3 separate regions of the Mus musculus genome follow, and regions 1 and 3 are each linked to region 2. The links are chromatin contacts, called in public promoter capture Hi-C maps. All regions are on one chromosome and are shown on one strand. The core of a region is the stretch at or near the end of the contact, and the rest is flanking DNA. Distances in the headings are between cores, read along the strand shown.

What was found. Promoter capture Hi-C pulls out the DNA fragments that hold promoters and counts their contacts.
Region 1: a promoter capture Hi-C map of pre-B cells shows a contact between it and region 2, with 2.9 times the contacts expected there. A contact is called at or near these places in 2 of 39 promoter capture datasets (hippocampal neurons and pre-B cells) and 1 of 130 datasets of targeted methods (astrocytes).
Region 3: a contact with region 2 is called in a promoter capture Hi-C map of pre-B cells, with 4 times the contacts expected there. A contact is called at or near these places in 3 of 39 promoter capture datasets (cranial neural crest, hippocampal neurons and pre-B cells), 1 of 484 Hi-C or Micro-C datasets (muscle stem cells), 1 of 130 datasets of targeted methods (astrocytes) and 1 of 9 other capture datasets (adipose tissue).

Annotation. Positions count from the first base shown.
Region 1 is chr19:34,189,874-34,194,243 of GRCm38.p6, forward strand. It overlaps Stambpl1 (STAM binding protein like 1), which reads left to right and starts at 2,356. Exons shown (of 11, transcript NM_029682.5): 1 at 2,356-2,758.
Region 2 is chr19:36,552,250-36,556,542 of GRCm38.p6, forward strand. Hectd2 (HECT domain E3 ubiquitin protein ligase 2) reads left to right here and starts at 2,390. Exons shown (of 21, transcript NM_172637.3): 1 at 2,390-2,666. The coding sequence starts at 2,535. It overlaps Gm41838 (a long non-coding RNA gene), which reads right to left and starts at 1,790. Exons shown (of 2, transcript XR_877830.3): 1 at 1,603-1,790; 2 at 676-1,485.
Region 3 is chr19:38,816,766-38,821,766 of GRCm38.p6, forward strand. Noc3l (NOC3 like DNA replication regulator) reads right to left here and starts at 2,472. Exons shown (of 21, transcript NM_021315.2): 1 at 2,328-2,472; 2 at 1,173-1,380. The coding sequence starts at 2,336.

The sequences.
Region 1 (4,370 bases), core at 1,106-3,605, 2.4 Mb before region 2:
ACTCACGTTGTGAGGCAGAGCTGCAAGCATCTTTACTTTCTGAGCCATCTTGCCCCAAACACTATTTTTGTTTTGAGACAGGTTTTTCTGTGCTGGCTGCACTGATGAAGAACTCTCAAGTCTAGTCAGCTCAGCCTCCAGTTAGTTGGAACTACAAGAATGTGCCACCCTACTCTCCTTGGAAGAGAGACTCTGGATGCTAGATAGATAGTAAAATCTGCAGTTAGTCGCTCTTATAAACACACATATGGAATTAAGAATGCTATTATTTTTTACAAGTATCAGCAGAATGTAGATTGTCTGGTACACAAGGAGACTATCGCATCTAGAACATCAGGCCCAAATGTCCACCAAATCTTCATATGCACACAGGAATGATGGACCTGGGACTGAGGGAAATAGAAGAATATGAAGGATTCACCTCATACTCGGCTATAGTAGGTGGACCGTCCTAAAACTTTTTCTGATAAACATTTAAAAATCTGAATTTCGAAGTGCTGGGGCTGTTGCTCAAGGTTAAAAACTCACCCTTCACACACTTGAACTTTGGGTTTGATCGCTCTGACGGCAGATGAATATAATTTAAAGACTTGAATATTTGTGGAATTTCCTGGTTTTGCAATTTGGAACTAAAAAAAAATAATAATAATTAAAACAAAACAACACCACTGCCTCTTGAAAAATCAAGGCTGCAGACTGCCTTGGCAATGGAAGCTTATTTTCATACCACAGTAGGGTGGTGTCACTTTAGAAGGGACCAAGGGTCAGCGGTTAAGAGCACTACTGACTGCTCTTCCAGAGGTCCTGAGTTCAATTCTCAGCAAAGATACAGTGGCTCACAACCATCTATAATGAGATCTAATGCCCTCTTCTGGTGTGTCTGAAGAGAGTAATGGTGTACTCATATACATAAAATAAATAGATAAATCTTAAAAAAAAAGGAGGGGTGGCACCAAGGGTGAATTAAACAGCTCAGAAAGTGGCAGAGTCTGGGTTGCAAGTTTGGTTTCCAAAGGAAAAACCAACCAAGACAGCCAGTGTGTCTCACCCCACTGTAGTGTTTTCTTCCACTTGGAGCTGGGTTCCCACCGAAGCTGGAAACCCCCAGCTCATCAACAGTGACAGTGTTCTTAAAATGTTGGCGAGTTGGTACTGCTCCCTCGAAGAAGCAGCTTTTGAGGTCTTCTTACTTAAGAGTTTCAATCACTGTGACAAAGCAGCAAGACAAAAATCAACTTAGGGAGGAAAGGGCTTATTTCACTACCACAGTGCAGTCCATTCTTGAAGGATGTCAAGGCAGAAACTCAAGCAGGATTAGAATCTGGAAGCAGGGCCTGATGTAGAAGCCATCGCGGGGAGTTGGGGGAGAAAGAGAAACCCCCCCTGGCCCCCTAGAGTGCTGCTTACTGACTTGCTCCCCTTGGCTTGCTCGGCTTTCTTACAGCACCTAGGATCACCTGTCGAGGAGTGGCACCACCCACAATGTGCTGGTACCCTCCCACACTAATTACTAATTAAGAAGACGCCCTACAGGCTTGCCTAAGGCCCCCCATATTGTGAAGGCATTTTCTCAAATCAGGTTCTCTCTTCTCAGATGGCTCTATCTTGTGTCAAGTTTCTATAAAACTTGCTAGCACGGATGTCAAATCAGAATGGATTCTTCCAGCTCCCTTCATCCTTTCTCCCCTTCCTCCACACTCTCCACGCTAACAGCATGCCTTCCACTACTACGCAGCTGATTTAAAACTCGCAGATAAATAATTTTACTTGTCTCTGTCTTACTCATGGAAAACATATAAGATGCAGCTTTTGTATACGGGACTGTAGTGAATATGAATCGTTGCGTGCACTGTGTCTGGCTCAGGTCTATGGCCATATTAAAGACACTGCATTATAATGGTGACACTATAGTAATGGTAAGGAGCTAACCGTTTGTATTTTCCTAGTTCAAGAAGGTGGGGAGAGGGGGAGTGTTTCACGGCGGCAGCGCTTAGTCACGGTTAAATCTCAAAATGGGATTCCTACATAAGCTGTAATCCTATAGCTAAACCATTACATTGGCAAATTCAGCTTCATGACAGCTTGCGTGCTCTGCAGTTTTTGGAGTCGCCCAGCCATTTTCCCAGCTTCTAGGCCAAGTTGATAATTCACTGGGCTGTCCAGGTGGTCCAACCTAGGGCAACGAGTATGCAGGTAGACCGGGGGTTAAATCACAAGCAGCCATTTCCATCTGGCCATAGGCCCTCCGCAGGGACCCGCCACCCCAGAGGTTTTTTTGCAGCACGTGGGAAGCTGTGGCTACAGAGGGGGCGGAGGCAGAGGCGGAGGCCGCACCCAGGGGCCGGGGAAGGGGGAGGGGGCGGACCATCGCTGTGACAATTTCATTCCCTACGTTGCTGCGGCAGAGATTCAGAGGCCATTGGCCTGTGCGTTGTTTTGCAAGGGAGCTGGGGCTGTCCCGCCAGACAGAAGAGAGAGTCCAAGCCACGGAAGGCATCAGAGCTCGACCGACCAAGAGCAAAGAGAACCCAGAGGCCCGGACTAGACCAGCCTGGGAGCGACTCACAGCCTGGTGCCACCGTCACCAAGCGCCGGTGCCTTGCGGAGCAGCCGCTGCCGCCCGGGCTGCAGAGGCCACACGGATGCCCGAGCCACGCGGCCCGCGCAGGGACAGTCGTCGCAGTCGTCATCCCACACAAGCTCCGGACGCGCACGACTGCTGGTGAGTGGCCCCACACGTGTGCCCGCTGGCCCCGAGGTGAGTGGTGATGACGAGTGGCTTCCTGTCGCCCTGCGGTCCCCGCCCCCACGCGCCCCTATCCCGCTCTAGGGTTAGCTTCTTCTCGCCCAGGAAGGCGGAGGCTGTGGTTCCTGGTCTCTTGGCCCTGGGGCGGTGACCTGGACCCGGCTGCGCGTGCTTTTCTGGTTCATACTTGGAATGCATCCTTGCAGATGATGTCAGGATTCCAAGAGCCCACCTCACTGGTTTTGCGTGGGGCTCCACGTCGGCTGCGCGGGATGTCAAGGAGGGAGGGGCGAGAAACTGGTAAAAGCACCTTCATACTAGAGGGTAAGGGGAGGAAAGGACTTTCTAGATGTTGCATTGATGCCCTTTAGCCTCGTGAGACATATTCTCTTACTGGAATAACTTGATTGCTCGCTGGAAGCCTCAAGGGAAATGCGCAAAAAGATGCAATGCTATTAAAACATAATTTTCCAGAACTCGTCGAAATAACTGCTGACAGTCTAGAGTCCGAAGTGCTGTGGTTAATTGAAATGTAAAAGAAAAAGAAAAAAAAAATGAAGGAGTAATTCAAGAAACAGAATCTAATTTAGAGGATTGGGGAAAAAAAAATCTCTAGGTTGTGTGAGGGGGAGGGGCCTGTCTGTCTTCCCGAAACGAGTGTTTGGTCACTAGTAAGCCCTAGTGAGCACGCTGCTTTCCAGACATCCTGCTAGCCACGAAAATTAAACGAAGTCTTGAGTTTCAAAAGTGTCTCCAGAAATAAGGTTAATCTGAGCTTCTGTCAAGGTCAATACCGACTCCTGAGAGCAGACAAAAATTAACACTTGAATGTTTGACTTCCGGTTTCAATTTGTAAGTAGTACTTGTTTCCAGACCCGTTTCCATGGGCAGTTTTTTTGTATTTCTGACAGACGCTAATTTGATTTTTATAAATGTACTCTGTAACTAGACTCTGCTGGGCATTGTTTAAGTCCACTGTAAATATGTGTTCATTTTAAACACATTAATGTCTGAGCAGTAGACTGATCGTGCTAGACCAGTGGTTCTCAACCTTCCTAATGCTGAGACACTTTAATGTGGTTCCTCATGTTATTGTGACCCTACCCCCAACCATAAAATTTTTTTTGTTGCTACTTCATAGTTGTAATTGTGCTACTGTTGTGAATTGTAGTGCAAATATCAGTGTTTTCTGATGGTCTTAGGTGACCCCTGTGGAAAGGTCAAAATGTCATTAGACCTACAAACGGGTCGCGACCCACAGGTTGAGAACCTCTGGGTCAGAGCCGTTTTATTCCGAGGTGGGGGATGGTTTTGGGATTATCCAGGAAAATTAACTGGATGTAAGTCGTCTGTTCCATTCACCAGTAGCTCATGGAAACCCACTGCTGAGTACATCTCAACCGCAGTGCGTGCATCAGCTGTTTCTTATGAATTTTACGAAGAATTTTCTTTTGTTTCCTTAAGTAAAATATGCATCTATAGAGGCAGATTCTAAGTCCTTTATCCATTTCTAAGACGTAGCGTGGCTTGGAGAGAGTAGTGAGGGGCCTGGTGCTCTGTGGGTGTGCTCAGCCACAGCACGTATGCTGAGTGGTGTCTTTAGGGTTGGTTGCTGAAATGGTTG
Region 2 (4,293 bases), core at 1,140-3,639:
CTTCCAACTCTTATCTTTGCCATTCATTCCTCTTTGGATATAATCTCTCTAAATCCCATTTCATTGCCCCATGCCACCCCGTTCCCCTTTAGGTCTTTTGCCTTCCTAAATCAGATGAAAAACCTGATTGATCAAGTCCAGTTGCATCTGGACTTAGAAAGGTCCCCACACTTGACCATTACATTTGGTGTCACTGAAAAGCGTCTTCAGCACATCTTTATGCATAGCAGCCAGAGCTCTGTCTGACTCCCCTCAACCCCCAGATCCAGTAGGTACACACAAAAAGTTTTTCGTGACAGTTGCCTTACAAGTTCTGCCAGAGTTATCATTCTAGCTTACCAAGAGCACCCCCATCTACCTCCCAGTCCTTACCCGGGGCTTGTATGAAAGAGACTTTAAGTGGTACATTATGAATCATGTATTTAGTAGGAAGTGGAAACAAATTCATCATGATGCTTATCTTTCCTATATAGAGCTCCCAGCAGAATAAACCAATGGGCTTGTTTCCATTGCCTTATCTCGTCTGGAGCAGTAGAAATGAACACTTCTGACTTGCCAGTTTTTTTGCCAATATCTAAATATTTTTGTTCTATTGAATGTGACTAGATGTACAGACACACTTTTATTTTGTCTCACACATGAAAAGTGAAAGCATAAGGCATGCGATCCAACTCGTTTCTGATCCAAGTATTTTAATAGCAAATTACTAAATTTGGTTGTAGACAATAGGAGAGATAACCCACCATCATTTCAGAATTTATTCTACCAGTCTAGACACAGTAGCATGGTACATCTTGAATCGTATTTAAAATGAAAGGTTGGTTTTACAATGTTTGTTACCAGTTTTCAGCATGCTGGCCTGCTAAAAGAAAACAGATGTCTATGAGATAGTCCGGAGATTTAAGAAGAGAGGTCTAAAAACAAAAATTCAAGAAAAAGGAGACAGAAAAGGGTGTTGCAAAGTAGTGCCTGTGTCATTTGGCTCTAAAGATTATGAAATACCTGGCTACTTTATTCTACTTATTGTACACCTTTTGTTATTAATAGAGAAACGATGGTGACAGCAATTATATTAAAACTACAAATACTTCCTAGAAATAGAAGCAAACTTTATAATTTCCAAAGTAATACAGTAGGCACTATCCGATTCACTTTATTGCTTGCTACAAATTCTGGGCTTGAAAAACAACCTCATGCCAGGAAGAACTGTAACTATTTATTTAGTTCTGCGGACTCTGAATTATATAAAATGACAGTCACCAAATCCCCTCTGAATTTGTTTCAGAGATATTCTTGCTTCTTGTATTTGGAGCTGAGTATTCTTGGATTAGAAAATTCACTTCACCATGAATAAAATAACGAAGTCTCAACTAAAAATCCCAAGACCTCAATGTCGAGAAATTCTCTATTTTTAGTAAGTGGTACAGTGAATACTTCCTCTCTCCCTTCTCCTCCATCAGCAGGTGTCTCTGCCATTCCAGCAGACTGATAAAAGGAAAAGGAGGGGGCGAGGAGAAAGGAAATTGTCTAAGTCGTCGTCGGGTGGTGGAGGTGGGGATATTTTAACATGACGATTTAAAGTAATTTTTTAAACGTTCTTACCCAGAATTTATTACGAGGTTTATTATGGATTACTCAGCAGTTTGGATCTGTCCATCTGTAACTTATAAACGGAAGGGGACAAGGGATTAGAGGGAACGAAGGACGGCGGGGGGCGGGGAGAGCAAAATGTAGGCGCGTGGGCACGGAAGGGAGAGGCGGACTTGGCAGTCATGAGGGACCGCGGCTCAGAAATGGAAAGTGTGGCCTGGCCGTCCTGCCCTGGAGTGTGTGTGGGAGGGGAGCACGGTGTCGCATTGTCCTCTCCCGACCCTAAGCGCTTCTCCCGTAGGATGAGGCCAGGAGAGGACACGGGGAAAGAGTTAGTCATAAGGATGCTCAGGTGAGCGGTCTCCCAGTCTCCCCGGCGCTGGAGGCACTGGAGGAAAGATCAGGGGGCAGACATGACCCCGAGTCCGCTTCCTGAGCGCGAGTTTAAAGGTCAAAGGCCACCAGCTGGGTCAAAGGTCCCCGGCTCACCTGCCACTCCAGGTGAAGGGAAAGCCAGGGTTAGAATCCGTGTCACAGCCTTTACAAGGCCTGTCGCCCTCCCACCACAGCCCGCGACCAACATGGCGACCAGGCGCCCCCCAGCTCCCGCCCCGCGCCGTCTCCTCAGCGGTCCCCGCGCGTGACGCGGGGCCGCGGTCTGAGCCCCGGCCGGCGGACCCGCGGGAGCGGAGCGCGGCCGAGGGCGCGAGCCGGGCGCACGCAGGGGGTGGGCGGCGGAGCCTGGCGGCCAGCCCGGGGGCGCGCGCACACGCGCGGGCGCGCGACGGGCCGCGGGCGCGCGCGGGGGCGGGGGCGGCGCGGCGGCGGCGGTTGGAAGGAGCCCTCTCGCGGCCGCGGCAGCAGCAGCAGCGCCCGCCCCGGCTGCAGTCCGGCCGCCGCTGCCGCCGCCGCCACCGCCTCGCGCCTCAGCCGCCCGGCCAGACATGAGTGAGGCGGCTCGGGATCTCTCGCCCGGAGCGCCGCCGGCGGTAGCCGCGGCCGCCCCGGAGGAGAGGAAGGGGAAAGAACCGGAGCGCGAGAAGCTGCCGCCCATCGTGACGGCCGGCGCAGCCGCGGTAGGTGCGGCGGGGGCCGGGGGGCGCCCTGGGCGGTGGGTTGAAGGCGGCCTGGAGAGGGGACAACAGGGAAGTTGCGCCTCGAGGGCAACGGCCATCACTTGGGAACCGCGCCTTCCACGCTCGGGGAGTGGGGTCCGCTGCCTGATGCTGGGTGTTTGCTTGTTTTCGGGGGGTCTGGCTCCCGACTTTCTGCTGAGGGTCGGCATCCTCTGTTGGATGAGCATGGGTGCCAGTTGGGCGTCAGGGAGGTTTTCCCTGAGTGGGAGAACCTGCCTGTGGGCGCCAAGGCAGCGCTTCCCTTCGCTTTTGCGGTCCTTTCTCCCCTCGGGTTGAACAGTCTCAGAGAGGAGTTTCCTCCTAATTCTGACCTTTCCGTTGCTATCCGGGTAGTGGGAGGCAGTTGCCTCCCTGGATGCTTTTATTTTTTTCATACGGTACTGACGTGTGATTTGAAGGAGCGAGGCTTTTTCTTCTTTTAAAACTCGGCTATCCAAGCTTAATAAGCGTGGTAATTTCCCAGCTGGATTTTGCAAGGGTTAATTTGGAAGGCGCTCTCAGCCTTCAAACTCCATACTGCCAAATGATGTCATGGGACATCATCCCCTCTCTCCCTTCCCCCTGTTTGTACTTAGTGGTTGGGAGTCTGGTTGCTTTATGATTAACTTCTGGTTTTGACATTTTTATTTGACATAGTATTTAAATACTTTGGGCAAGTTTGCTTTCAAGTATTTAAAGATTATGACTTGTCAACGCATCTGTACGTGACAAAATAGTAAAAGTTTGGGGAATATTATACATTTAAAAAAATTTCTACTTGCAATTAGTTTCTAGAAGCCGCCCTCCTAAATGACTAGGAACTTACTAAAATAGCTCACTCTTCTTTATAAAGTATTAGTATCAGAATAATGTTATGATTTGGTAGGTTTTTCAAAAATGTCTGAAGCCTGTAATAACTGGAAATTGTTAAAGACAACTCTTTTATCATAAGTCAGCACAGCAGATTTGGACAGCAATGACACACATTTTAAAAGGATAACTACAACTGATTGGTAAATTGCAGCTGTAGTTAGGAATTACCTTGGGAGATGCTTTGAAGCAATTTGTCATTCATATTGTAGTCTGTTGGTGCACAGGGTTTTCACAGCTTTTTATGTAGGACTTCTTAATGCCAATGTAGTTTGTTTGTTTCAAGTCTGGGTATGTGTCTAGTGTGTGTATACGTGTGAGTATGGGTATATGTGTATGGAGGTCACATATACATGTGACCTGGTGTTGGTTGTCACCCCATGCTTTGGCAGTTTTTTCCTAAGGTGGTTATTAAGAGGGAAAATGTAACATCTGCTTTTAGAAGCAATGTTATGAGTTTAGTGTCTAACAGCAAGTACCTTTCCCCAAATTATTTATATATAGTGAAGAATATATTATATATAGCAAATAATGTCTATTATTTATCAATATTATTTACATATAATTTCAGTGGAACTGAAAGAAAGGTTTGGAACTTAACAGAAGCTGATACAGTGTGGCTGGAAGTCTAACATTTGTTATCTGAAGCACATAGGTCTTAGTAATTTCAAGTTTTTCAGATTTTAAGAAAGTAATCCTTTTAAGTATTACCACATGT
Region 3 (5,001 bases), core at 1,222-3,721, 2.3 Mb after region 2:
GCAGAAGAGTCAACTGTGAACAAAACACTCTTACTGTCTTCCCTAACAAAGCTCACCTTCCTCGTAGCACTAAGACTGATAAACACTGCATAGAAGAAAACCCCTAATCTAAACTAATAATCCACTCCTCAAACCAGAAACTTGGTGTGTTTGTTGATCAGCTTTTCCTCTTCCACTGAATCCCCTTTTTCTCTGTCGTCACACTTCTAACTCCCTCACCTGCCTCGTTTCTCCGTCATCCAAGGACCTGGCCTCCCACTTTAGTAGAAAAAAGTCCTTCAATATTTTCATATCAAATTCAACAGCGTTTGCACCTGCCTTTTTCTTATATTCCTCCCTCTCTGGCAACTTCACTTAGATTCTAAGTTGCAAAAATAAAGAAATCTTTTGCTTTTCTTTTATTAAGGAGCTATTAGCATATTACACCTTTCAGATTGTAAAACTTAGAAGAGATCTCTGAAAGTATCTAACCAGCTAACTCATTGTTCCTTGATTGGAGATTGAGTGACCAACCAAGACTACATAGCTAGCAACAAAAACCAAGAGAAGATTTTTTTATTCCTGATTCCCAATCAAATGATCACTACCCATCACGATAATGCTGCATTTGGGTCAGACTGCATGGAGGTTAAGAGAAGGAGAGATGGCTATAGAACAATGAACAGTTACATCAGCTAGAGAACTGTCCTGACTTTAAAATGATCATATTTTTCTGTTTTGAGGAGCTGGGGTCCTTAGATGGTTCTACAAAACAACCGAGACTATTACAGCTGAACTTCACCCCAAGTGTACAAGGAGAAAGAAAACCACAAGTTTAGAAAAGGAAATACCTACTGGCAGCATGGTGAAGAATGGAGCAAAACCAAGCAGGCTAACCACGGCTAACTCTCAGTGGATGGGAAGCCGGCAGCCCTGATGCGTGTCCCGAAATTTACACAGCTGCTCTGAGCATCCCCCAAGTACATTTTCAGATCTGCTGTCTATGCCAACGAAAAGGAGAAGCTAGTTTTCTCACAGGGCATATGGTCTTGCATTGTTTTCTCATACTTACTGTGGTAAAGCATAAAAGACCTTACCTAGACCTACAAGGATCTGAACACAGGACAAGTGGACACTAGAAAACAAGTCACTTCCATGGAGAACATTCCAGCGTAAGTGAACACTTTCGTTACCTGGCCGTTTGCTCTTTGGGTCCTCCAGCGGAATGGGTTTTTTAGACACAGCATCTTTTACAGCTTGCCTTAGTTTCCTCTGCTCTTTTCGGTACTTCTTGATGGTACTTTGTTGTTTAAATTGCTTATTTTTCAATTTGTTTTCAAGTTTCACTTTACTAGTTTTTATCAACTTGCGAAAGCTTGGGACCTGCTTTTTATTTCTTCTCTAGAAAACAACAACAGAAGAGACACTACAACTAAGAAATTCTGATTATTTTTAAAATCAGGTGAAGGAAAACTCTTTATAGATTAAATAAAGCAAATTTCAAAACTGTCTCACAACCACGGGTCCTGTGTAAGAACTAAAAACCAATGCACGGCAGTAAGCAATCCTACAGAATGGCACTAGAGCATCAGTTGCTCCACACGGGATTTCCCTGTGATCTGAATCTAGTCTCTCACGTGTGCAATCTGAAAGCAAAACATTATGAATCTCTTCTCTGTGGCAAACGGTCATTCAAGGCTAGTCTAACACTGGTACGGCAACACATTCAGAGCAAAATAATGGATGCCTTTAGCAACTGACATTCATTTGTCGGTTTATTATTTACAAAGCACTCACACTTCCCAACACCCTAAATAATAATAATCCTCACGTCATTCATAAAGAAGCGAAGGTTACAGAAGTTATTCCAGCGCTCTCGCTGGTAAGTGCTTTGTAATCCAAATCCCAAGGCTACTTCTAAATTCCCTCTCCATCTGGGAAAAATCACCAGCCTTCCTATCACCTTACACTTTAAGGAGGAAACAGGCTCTCTTCGGGTTCAGTGTCTCACAAAACAGGTTCAAGGAACTTTAGACTTGCTTCTCGTGTGTATAAGATTCGAGAGACAGTTTGGAAAACCCTTCAGTCTGACACCATTCGGTGGCAGGGCCCGGTGCTGGCCTCGCATCTGCAGCCTGAGGTCGTGCTTGGGCGTAGTGGGCGAGGAAGCAAAAGCCCCAGTAATGACCCAAAGTGGATGGAGCATAGATCGGCTAGGGAGCACCAAGTTAGGCCACCGCCCCCTATACCAGACTCAAAACCTAAGGGAAAGATAAGCCAGGCAGAGGGAGACCCTGTCAACCCAAGCAGCCACAACTCCCGGGGGCCGGGGTTCGGACAGCACTTACCGCCTTCATCCTTAGGCCTGCGAGGAGTACCACAGACAAGATCACTCGGACAGAGGAACACGCAGGAGCCGGGTGGAAAAGACACACGTGCACTGAGCGCAACCTTTCCCAAACCGGAAGACGCTTTCAGCCTCTCCCCCTTTCTGCCGCCGGAAACGGGAGGCGGGACTTCCTCTTCGGGCGGCGGTGCGTGCGCCCCCTGGTGGCTCTGGTCCCGGGCTCAGTCTCTCACGGACTGACCCTTGTGAGAATCGCTGAGGCTGAAGAGTGGGCGAGTGGGCGTCCCAGCTGAAGGACTCAAGCAGGTTCCCGCCCGGATTCCTTTTCAGTCCTGGAGAAGACAAAAGACGAGGGCTTGGCGGTTTTGATCGCCGGCGTCTTGTGGCTCCGCCTGTTGCGGGTACTTCGTCTTCTGGATCTTCTAGAGGGCAACCGCAGCTTCTTTATTGGAAGCCATCCCTCCACAGGCACTGGGGCTTTGAACCGAATGATGAAAGATCTCTCACCACCTTCCACCAACCGAAAGTCCACACTTAAGTTTAGGCGTGGTGGAGCACGTCTTTAATCCCAGCACTGGGAGGTAGAGGCAGGTGGATCACTGTGAGTTCGAGGCCCGGTCTACAGAGCCTAGTCTACCCAGTGTAGTCCCTGTCTAGAGAAAAAGTCTATGGTTTTACTGTGGAATCGTTTTTTCTTTGGGTTTAACCATTATATGATAAAGTACTATATTGGTGAGACTTGCAGAATTAGGATTCTGTTACCTTTTTGGTAAAGATACTATCTGACTGAATCGTTAACTCTTCCAGGAAGATTTAAGCATCGCAAGAATGTGTATTTTAAGTACTTGTCTCCCAAAGACCTTTTCCTAAATTAAAAAACAGAATAAAACACTGGGCAGGAGAAGTGGTTCAGTGTTTAAGAGTGCTTGCTGCTCCTCCAGAAAGTCCCGGATTCTATTCCCAGCACATCCATCTCTGAGGACCTCTTCTGACCTCCTCAGGCAGGCACTCACCCACACATATATACAAACAAAATAATAAATTATAAAAAACAATAAAAATAAAAAGTTAATCACAAAGATGAACTTGAGGCTATTAAAGGTTTTTTAAAAAAAAAAAGAAAGAAAGAAAGAAAGAAAGGAAGAAAGAAAAAGAAAAAGAGACGCCGTTGTTATTTGACTGACCCTCAACTCAATATGCTCCTGTCTCAGTTTCCCAAGTACTAATTATAGAGTCACCATGCCCAGGGTTAAGTATATCGTTCTTGAGCACAGCCCTGACATTGTTGGCCTCACAGTTCTGAGCTGGTGAGATAAGCCAGAAGAAACCCAGGGGCCACTGAGATCATGAACAGTGGTAATCTTACAAAGACTAGTCCTTTCTGCTTTTCACCTCAGAGAAAAATGCCTTCTATCTGGCATCGTCTTTCCACCTCCCTTCTAACTTTCTCCCTGTTCTCTCTCCTTCCACACCCTGTCTTGGAAACAGCAGAGCCTGTCTCACTGTTAGATTACTTCATCACACTAATTGGAAACATCAGCCTGTGCTCTTTCTTACCAAGCCTGTGGCTGAATTCCTTCCCAAACATATCAACAGTTACTCCCACTTCTTCAGCTTGCATCTGGTTGTTCCAAGGATGAGGTATCCCCATTTCTATTCAAAACTAACCCCATGTTTCTTGCTCTTTGGTCAATCATCTTGCCCTCTGCCTTTCCCTAACATTTCCTTCCCAGTTAGCCTATCCCCGTAGAGCTTTTCACTATTTTTTTCTAGTGATGTTTTCTCCTTTTAATTCTTGTTGTGACTTTCTCTTTCCAAGGAAAAATCATCATTGTGTTTCCACTTCCTCTCCTCTGTCATAACCAACCCTGCGCTAGCCTTTTATGTATGAGTGTTTGCCTACTTGTATGCATGTGCACCACGTTCGCCTGGTACAGGTCAGGAGAGGGTGTCAAATCCCTTAGAACTGGAGTTAGGGATGGTCGTGAGCAACCAAATGGCTTCTGGGAATTGAACCCTATGTCTCTGCTCTAGACCACTGAGCTATTTCTCCAGCCCCCTATGCTAGGTTTTTGTTGTTTTTAATAAAAAGGAACTTCATCTTATTCTTTGCCCATTTTATACTTAAATTTATAATCAAGTCAAATCTTTGGGTCATGTTAAAACAGCTTGTTGCCACACACAGTCTCCTGTCTTGAAATCCAACAGCTTTTTGTTTGAAAGCAAGTTTGAAAGTGGAAGCTTTCATGATCCCTGCTGACTTAGTGCAATTGGCTTCTTGATCCTGTGCACTGCAGTTTATCATCAATTTAGCTAACCAGCTCTTAAGCCTAATTTATGCTTGCTTGTCTTCTTGGCTTACTCTAAACTTTTCTGAATACAGGTTAGCAGGGATCAATGGGCTATGCCAAACAGTACTGAAAGAGTTGTACTGAGAGATTCCAGTGAGTCCTTTGGGGAGATAGGTTCACCCATCTGAATCTTCCTGTGATCGTCCATTGAAGCTGGTCATAGGAAGATAACCAAATTGTAGTTTTCTCCTAAGTGTATCCAGTGTTTCCCATCTTTAGCCTCTCTGTGTTACTTGGCTACATTTGATGCTGCTTTTTCTTCTGTCTTCTCTTTCTCCCCTCCCCCCACACCCCCTCTCTGCATTAGAATGTGGATGCCCTTGG